2 separate regions of the Columba livia genome follow, and region 1 is linked to region 2. The links are chromatin contacts, called in public Hi-C maps. All regions are on one chromosome and are shown on one strand. The core of a region is the stretch at or near the end of the contact, and the rest is flanking DNA. Distances in the headings are between cores, read along the strand shown.

What was found. Hi-C and Micro-C count contacts between places; a contact is called where the count stands out from the background.
Region 1: a Hi-C map of liver shows a contact between it and region 2, with 8 times the contacts expected there. The contact joins two enhancer-like sites. A contact is called at or near these places in 2 of 2 Hi-C or Micro-C datasets (crop and liver).

Annotation. Positions count from the first base shown.
Region 1 is chr17:11,713,955-11,716,779 of bColLiv1.pat.W.v2, reverse strand. All of the region lies in intron 3 of LOC110359148 (a long non-coding RNA gene), which reads left to right. Among named protein-coding and RNA genes, the nearest start is that of TBX3, 280 kb to the right of the region's middle. Within about 2 kb of position 1,264, at least 1 of the 3 cell types and tissues checked has an H3K27ac peak away from gene starts, as active enhancers do.
Region 2 is chr17:11,410,299-11,413,080 of bColLiv1.pat.W.v2, reverse strand. It overlaps LOC110357216 (a long non-coding RNA gene), which reads left to right. Exons shown (of 4, transcript XR_002410749.2): 2 at 632-819; 3 at 1,419-1,620; 4 at 1,716-2,315. Among named protein-coding and RNA genes, the nearest start is that of TBX3, 20 kb to the left of the region's middle. Within about 2 kb of position 1,505, at least 1 of the 3 cell types and tissues checked has an H3K27ac peak away from gene starts, as active enhancers do.

The sequences.
Region 1 (2,825 bases), core at 15-2,514, 300 kb before region 2:
TGTTGGTCACACAGTGTTTGAACAGCTGAAGCGTTAGAGCCAGAACAGATCGTGGAGACCATGGGGTTCCAGTCAAAGGGAGGAAGGATGGAGGAACAGCACGAAGGAAGGATGGGAACGTGCCCACGTGAACTGGGCCGTCGGACCTGACAGAGTTACAGTGAAGGTCCCTGTCTCTGTGCCTTAGAGCGGGTGCTTAGAGAAACAGTTTAAGAAATAGGAAAAGTACTAAAGGCGCCCCCCCCAGTGTGAATACTCAGGTGCTGGAGTCAGTGGGCTGGGGATTGCTCAGCTGGGACCGTAATATTTGTTTGTGCCAGGGACACAGCGAGGGGTCCCTTCAGACCTGGAGGATTCAGTCCTGATGCTGCAGTGATTCCATAGGAAAGTTTCACTGTTTAGTAAGACATGAGGAAAAGAGGCTGAAATTGTTTTCTTCTTCTTGATGGCATAAAAACCTAGAATACAATTTTCTTGTCTCATCCAAGCCATTAAAGTGTAATAAATTGTGACAGCTTCTAGTTTTTGAGATACTTTATTTTTAGTGGATGGGCTACGCAGCCTTGGAAACATTTGGAATTCCCCTTTGTGATTATACGTGAGTTATTTATAGCAAGTCCTTATACTGATGGCAGAGCCTACATCCCGGTTTGAGAACTGCTGAGTTGGAGGGGGGTGTGTAGTTTCGTTTAGAAGTTTCACTCACTAGATGTGCCATTCCGTGTTTCTGCGTTTCAAACCACTGTCATGAATGAACAGAAGCGGTTTGCGGGCACATTGCGGCTGTTGCACAGGACAGTCTCCCTCTGGAACTGCTTTCTGAAGCGAACAGCGTTCTCGTCAGTGTAATCACATGTATTGTGCCTGCGATGGGCCAAACTCTGGCCTTGGGTGCGGAGTGGAAGCCTGGAGAAAATGGAGACATCAGGGTAGGAGAGGGAGGGGAATTTAATTTCCTTTCCCCTGACATTGATGTTGTTGTAAATTCTCTAAAATGGCACCTTCTGGCTCAGAATTAAGCAGCCACAATGACATGTCTCTGTTTGTCCAGACTGGTTTTCTTGTCCAGCTAAGTGGGAGAGTCTTATGCCTTTAAAGCTTCCTGGCTCCCAGGAGGAAAATGCCAAACTTGTCAGAGAAAACAAACAGTGGCTTTCCTAGCCTGTGTGTGTTCCGATTAACGAATCTATTAGGCTATAAAACCTGGGACCCCCTTTCCCGGAGAAAGAGCATACATTAGGAAGCTGTTGACAGTTCCTAAGTCTGACCCCTTGCACAATGCTGGAGACCTATCAGCAGCTCTGGGGAAGGCAGCCAGGGCCTGTTTGTTCTAGGAGGTCTCGGAGAAGTATTTGATGCTCGGTAAATGCCAGATGCTCTGTTGTTTTACTCCATAACGTGGGAGGCCAGAGGGAGGGAAAAACAGAGGAGGAGCCGCAGCACAGCTGAGTGTTTTGTTCTTTTGGTGTAAGCAAAGTGTGCTTGGAGGTGTATTACCTTGGGCTTGGATGTGGTTGGCTTCTGCCGACTAAGCAGGGGCCAGTTTAGCAGTTCCTCAGTGGGTTTGCTATGAAAAATGTTCCTACAGCAAGTGACCAGAGCGTTGCAGCTGATGGCATCCTGAGCTTTTGGTTAAAAGGGAAGGAATTGCCCGTGTTGGATTTAACAAGTGCTGTGCTGATCTAAGCATTAACTTCCCAAGGAGATGCAAACCCACGATTCTGACATTTGAGCATGTACAAAACCCACTTTAGAAGACAAGAGGTGTTAAGCCCTGCGTTCTTGGCATGTTCCAGTGGAACCAATTACATTCTTATTATTTCCCCTGCCCATTTCACTTCTAAGGGTTGCAGCATTTTTGTCTGGCACTATGGTATTCATCAAGGAAAAATGCAAATAATTCTGCGTTCCGTCATACACTGCTCAGTATTTTTTTCACATTCAGAGTTTTATGAATATATTATGAATATTTCAGTGCATTTCAGCTCGCTGACCTGTTCATGCTTTGGTACCTGATGCTTTGTCTGTCACTGAGCAGATCAAACAGCCCGAAGTGAGAAGGTTTTGGAGCATCAGGCCTCAATGAATAATGCAAAATGTATTGAAGAGTTACTGATATGTGACCCAACACATTTTAGACAAATTGTGGCAGTGAAATGAAGTTATTTCGTACTTTGCCAAACTGTGGAGAAGTTGAGAAGTGGCCTTAGAGGTTCCAGCCCGGTCCCAGTCACTCTTGCTTGTCACAGGTGGGTCTCAGGCTCTCTGGCGCAGGTGGCTTTTACTCTTGCTAGAGAATATACCATTTCGGGCAGCCCCGGGAGACCTCCAGGCAGAAACACTAAAATTCACTGTAGCACGTTTCAGTTTGCTGGATGAGATCTCCGTGTCTCCCGAACACAAGACCTGTTGTGGATCACAGCAGGACGTTCTCCTAAGGAGCCCGGCGAAATGCTGCTGACGGTGTCGCGGAGCGATGCTAATCCGACATCGCGTTGGTCACGGCTCCTCGGGTTACCGCCCGGCACTGCGGCACAGCGGGCCTGGGACTGTGGGAATGAGGGACCTCGTGCTGCAGGGACACAGCCGGGGCTTTAGGAGGAAGAAAATCTATCCTCTTCCCATCCCTTCCTCAAGGGTACGTGTCAGAATGACGCACGTACTCTTGGCTTTATTCGACGAGGGGGCTGGAGGGGGGAGCGAGAAAGGAATGAGGTGGTCTCAAGGGACGCACGTACAGGGTCGTGATGCTCTAAATGCTCGTTTGGAATTGCTGAAACTGAAGGAGTGGAGAACGGCCCTTGTTGGCTACGCATTGTCATCTT
Region 2 (2,782 bases), core at 256-2,755:
ATGACTTGGAGTCACACTGTTAGTCCCTCTGCAGGGAAATGGGTCCCCGCCGCCGCAGCCCCCCGCCATCGCATTGTCCGATGGCGTTTCTTGGCAAATTTGGCATCGCGATCACCTGGCAGGATTATTTCCCTTCTGCCGTGCAAGTTTTCCTCGGCGCTGTCGCATTTATTTTTGATAGGTTTCTTGAAAATTATTTTTTCCAGCTCTCCCATGCTGTCCATTCGGGGCCTTCCCCGTGGATTTTTGAGGGGCGCTTTTGAACTCCGCCGCTGTCCTGAGTCCTATTTCAGCCGGTTTCCATTTCTCCCGAGTCCGAGTTAAAAAACAAAGAGGGAATAAAACTCAACTCAGACCTTAAATACAAATATAAGACAGGTCAGGAGCGGGTGGTGGGGGTAGGGGCTACCCCTAGGAAAAGTGAAAAGCTTGTTTTAATGGGCGGTCATTGCTAAATCTCACCTTAGGGCCAAAACGACTCGCGACCCATTGCCCTCCTTACGATGTATTTATTTGTCTCAGTGGCACCAGCCGTCAGTCATTAGTGGGGGGGTTAACCCGAGAGCGGCACCATCGTGGTGCTGGTGGTTTTGTGGCTCATTGCTTTGTTTTAAATATGATTTCTCAACAGGAACCTGTCCAGAAGCGGAGGAATAATCTGTCCCGGGAGAGCACCCTGATGAAACACGGGAGGGAACACGCGTGGGAGCGCAGCGAGGGATGACCCCTACGAAAACGCGGCTGTTTAGGTCCGAGGACGCGAGGCTTTGGTTTGCACCCCGAAGGATTTTCTCCCGGGAAAAGCGGCGGCTTGGACCGGTATATATTTTATTTAATGACCCTGGAGATGTTTTCCAATATTCTTAAAAATTATAGAGGGGGAAAAATTAAGCCCAACTGCAACAGCCGCTGTCCGAGTCCGTGGGCAGCCGGACCGTCCCGGAGCGGGGACCGGTGAGGGCACCCGGGCAGCCCCGGCCGGTAAAGATCCCGGCACCCGCACCCGTGTTTACATACATGCATTTCTGCTGTTAAAGCCATACCATGTGCACAGCTCTAGAGCCCCTCCGTAGCTGTATATTACCTCCTTTAGATATAGCTCCTTCCGTACGTAATACGGATAAAGCGCTAAACAGCTGTATATTTTTCAAACATTTATATAATTCAAATACATATATATATGTGTGTCGGTATAAAAAGACGATGCAAAGGGATGAGGCTCTGCGCGCATTCCTTTCACTTTGCACAAGACGTGTGTGGTGTGGGACACCGGGCACGGTGTGCCCCGTCCCCCGCAACCCGAACACAACCCCCTCCGGCCTCGGCTTTTCCAGGCTCTGTCCCGCCTGGCCGAGAACCACCACACTCTCAGGCTGGGGCCGGGAGGCTCTGACTGGTGTGTTTGATCTGCGTTTCAGACAGCTTTGCATTATCTTCACTATCGTGTGTCCCGGGTAAATTAAACTCTGCAAAGAATCGCTCGCCAGCCCCGGAGCAGCTTTGGGGTGTCCCTGCCCGTTGCCCCTCGAGGAGCGGGGAACCTGCAGGAGCCTCTTCGCTCGGCTGTCGGCCCGAAGCTCCGGTGCTTGTGTTCACACCCCTTTTACAGCCGGCTGTCTGGTTTGTTCCCTCTGCCAAATATTTAACCGGGGGCGGGGTGGGGAAAAAAGATAAAACATAAATTTCATCCTCCTTTTTTTTTTTTTTTCTCCCAGCTCGGCATCCCGCTGCTCCATATTTCTGCTGTGAGGAGGATGGACCGACGGTGCGAGAGAGCTTCCCGTGCACCCGGCTTATCTCCGAGTGCGGCCCCGGATCACCACGGGCATGGGGCAGGGCAATGCAGGGAGGGAGCTCCATCCTCGCCCCACGTCTCATGCCCTCCTGAAACTGCGAAATAATGAAATTAGGGAATCACCGCGCCACGGCAGCAGACGGGACTTGGATGTCTCATGCCAGCAGCCAGCATGGTTAGGAGGAGGAGGAGAGGAGGGGGCCTTGCTGCTGGGGGCGCCCCCGCGGCCGGGAGCGCTGGGGCCGGAGTCGCTTCGGGGCCGTTCAGAGGCCGTTTCGGGGCCGTGCCCGGGCCCGGCCGCCCGCTCAGCCGCTCCTGCAGTGCCACCTGGCGGGAACAGCCCGGTAGATCGGGCAGCGCTCGGGTCCAGGCGTCCCCCGCAGCTTCCCGGGAAGCATTTCCCCAAGGCTGACAGGGGGAGCGGGGCAATGTGGGGGGGTGTGCAGGGGATCCCCGACTGCCTGGGCTTGGGAAACGCTGAGGATGCGAGTAACATCATTAAAAAGATATGTATTGAAAATGTTTCTCCTTCAGAGTCTGGGAAAGAAGATCCTCTTCTTGAAATCCCGGGTGCCCCTCTTCCTTCTGATTGCTTATAATCATAATTGCATGTGTGCAAAAATGCCATCAACACCGACATGATGGCTCCTGGTGATGTCAGTGAACTCCAAATGAGAACTCCAGGGCTGGGTACTCATCGGGAAGTGGTGCTAGGTCTGGCAGTTTTGTAGAAAGCCTCCCAGGTGTGTGTGTAGCTGTGCTGTGAGAGCAGGCAAGGTTTTACAATGAACTGTCACTCTCCGCCAGCTGCAAACATGAGCTGGTTTGTGTGGCATGAAGCCTCTCTTGCTCTGACTCCTTGGTTTCTTTTGCCACCACTCGTGTATCCACATGCACACATGTGCAGAGCTATTTTGCTTCCATATTTTCATTTTTTCTCATATACTGGCCTCATCACTTGCTCACTCATACACACACAAAACTAAT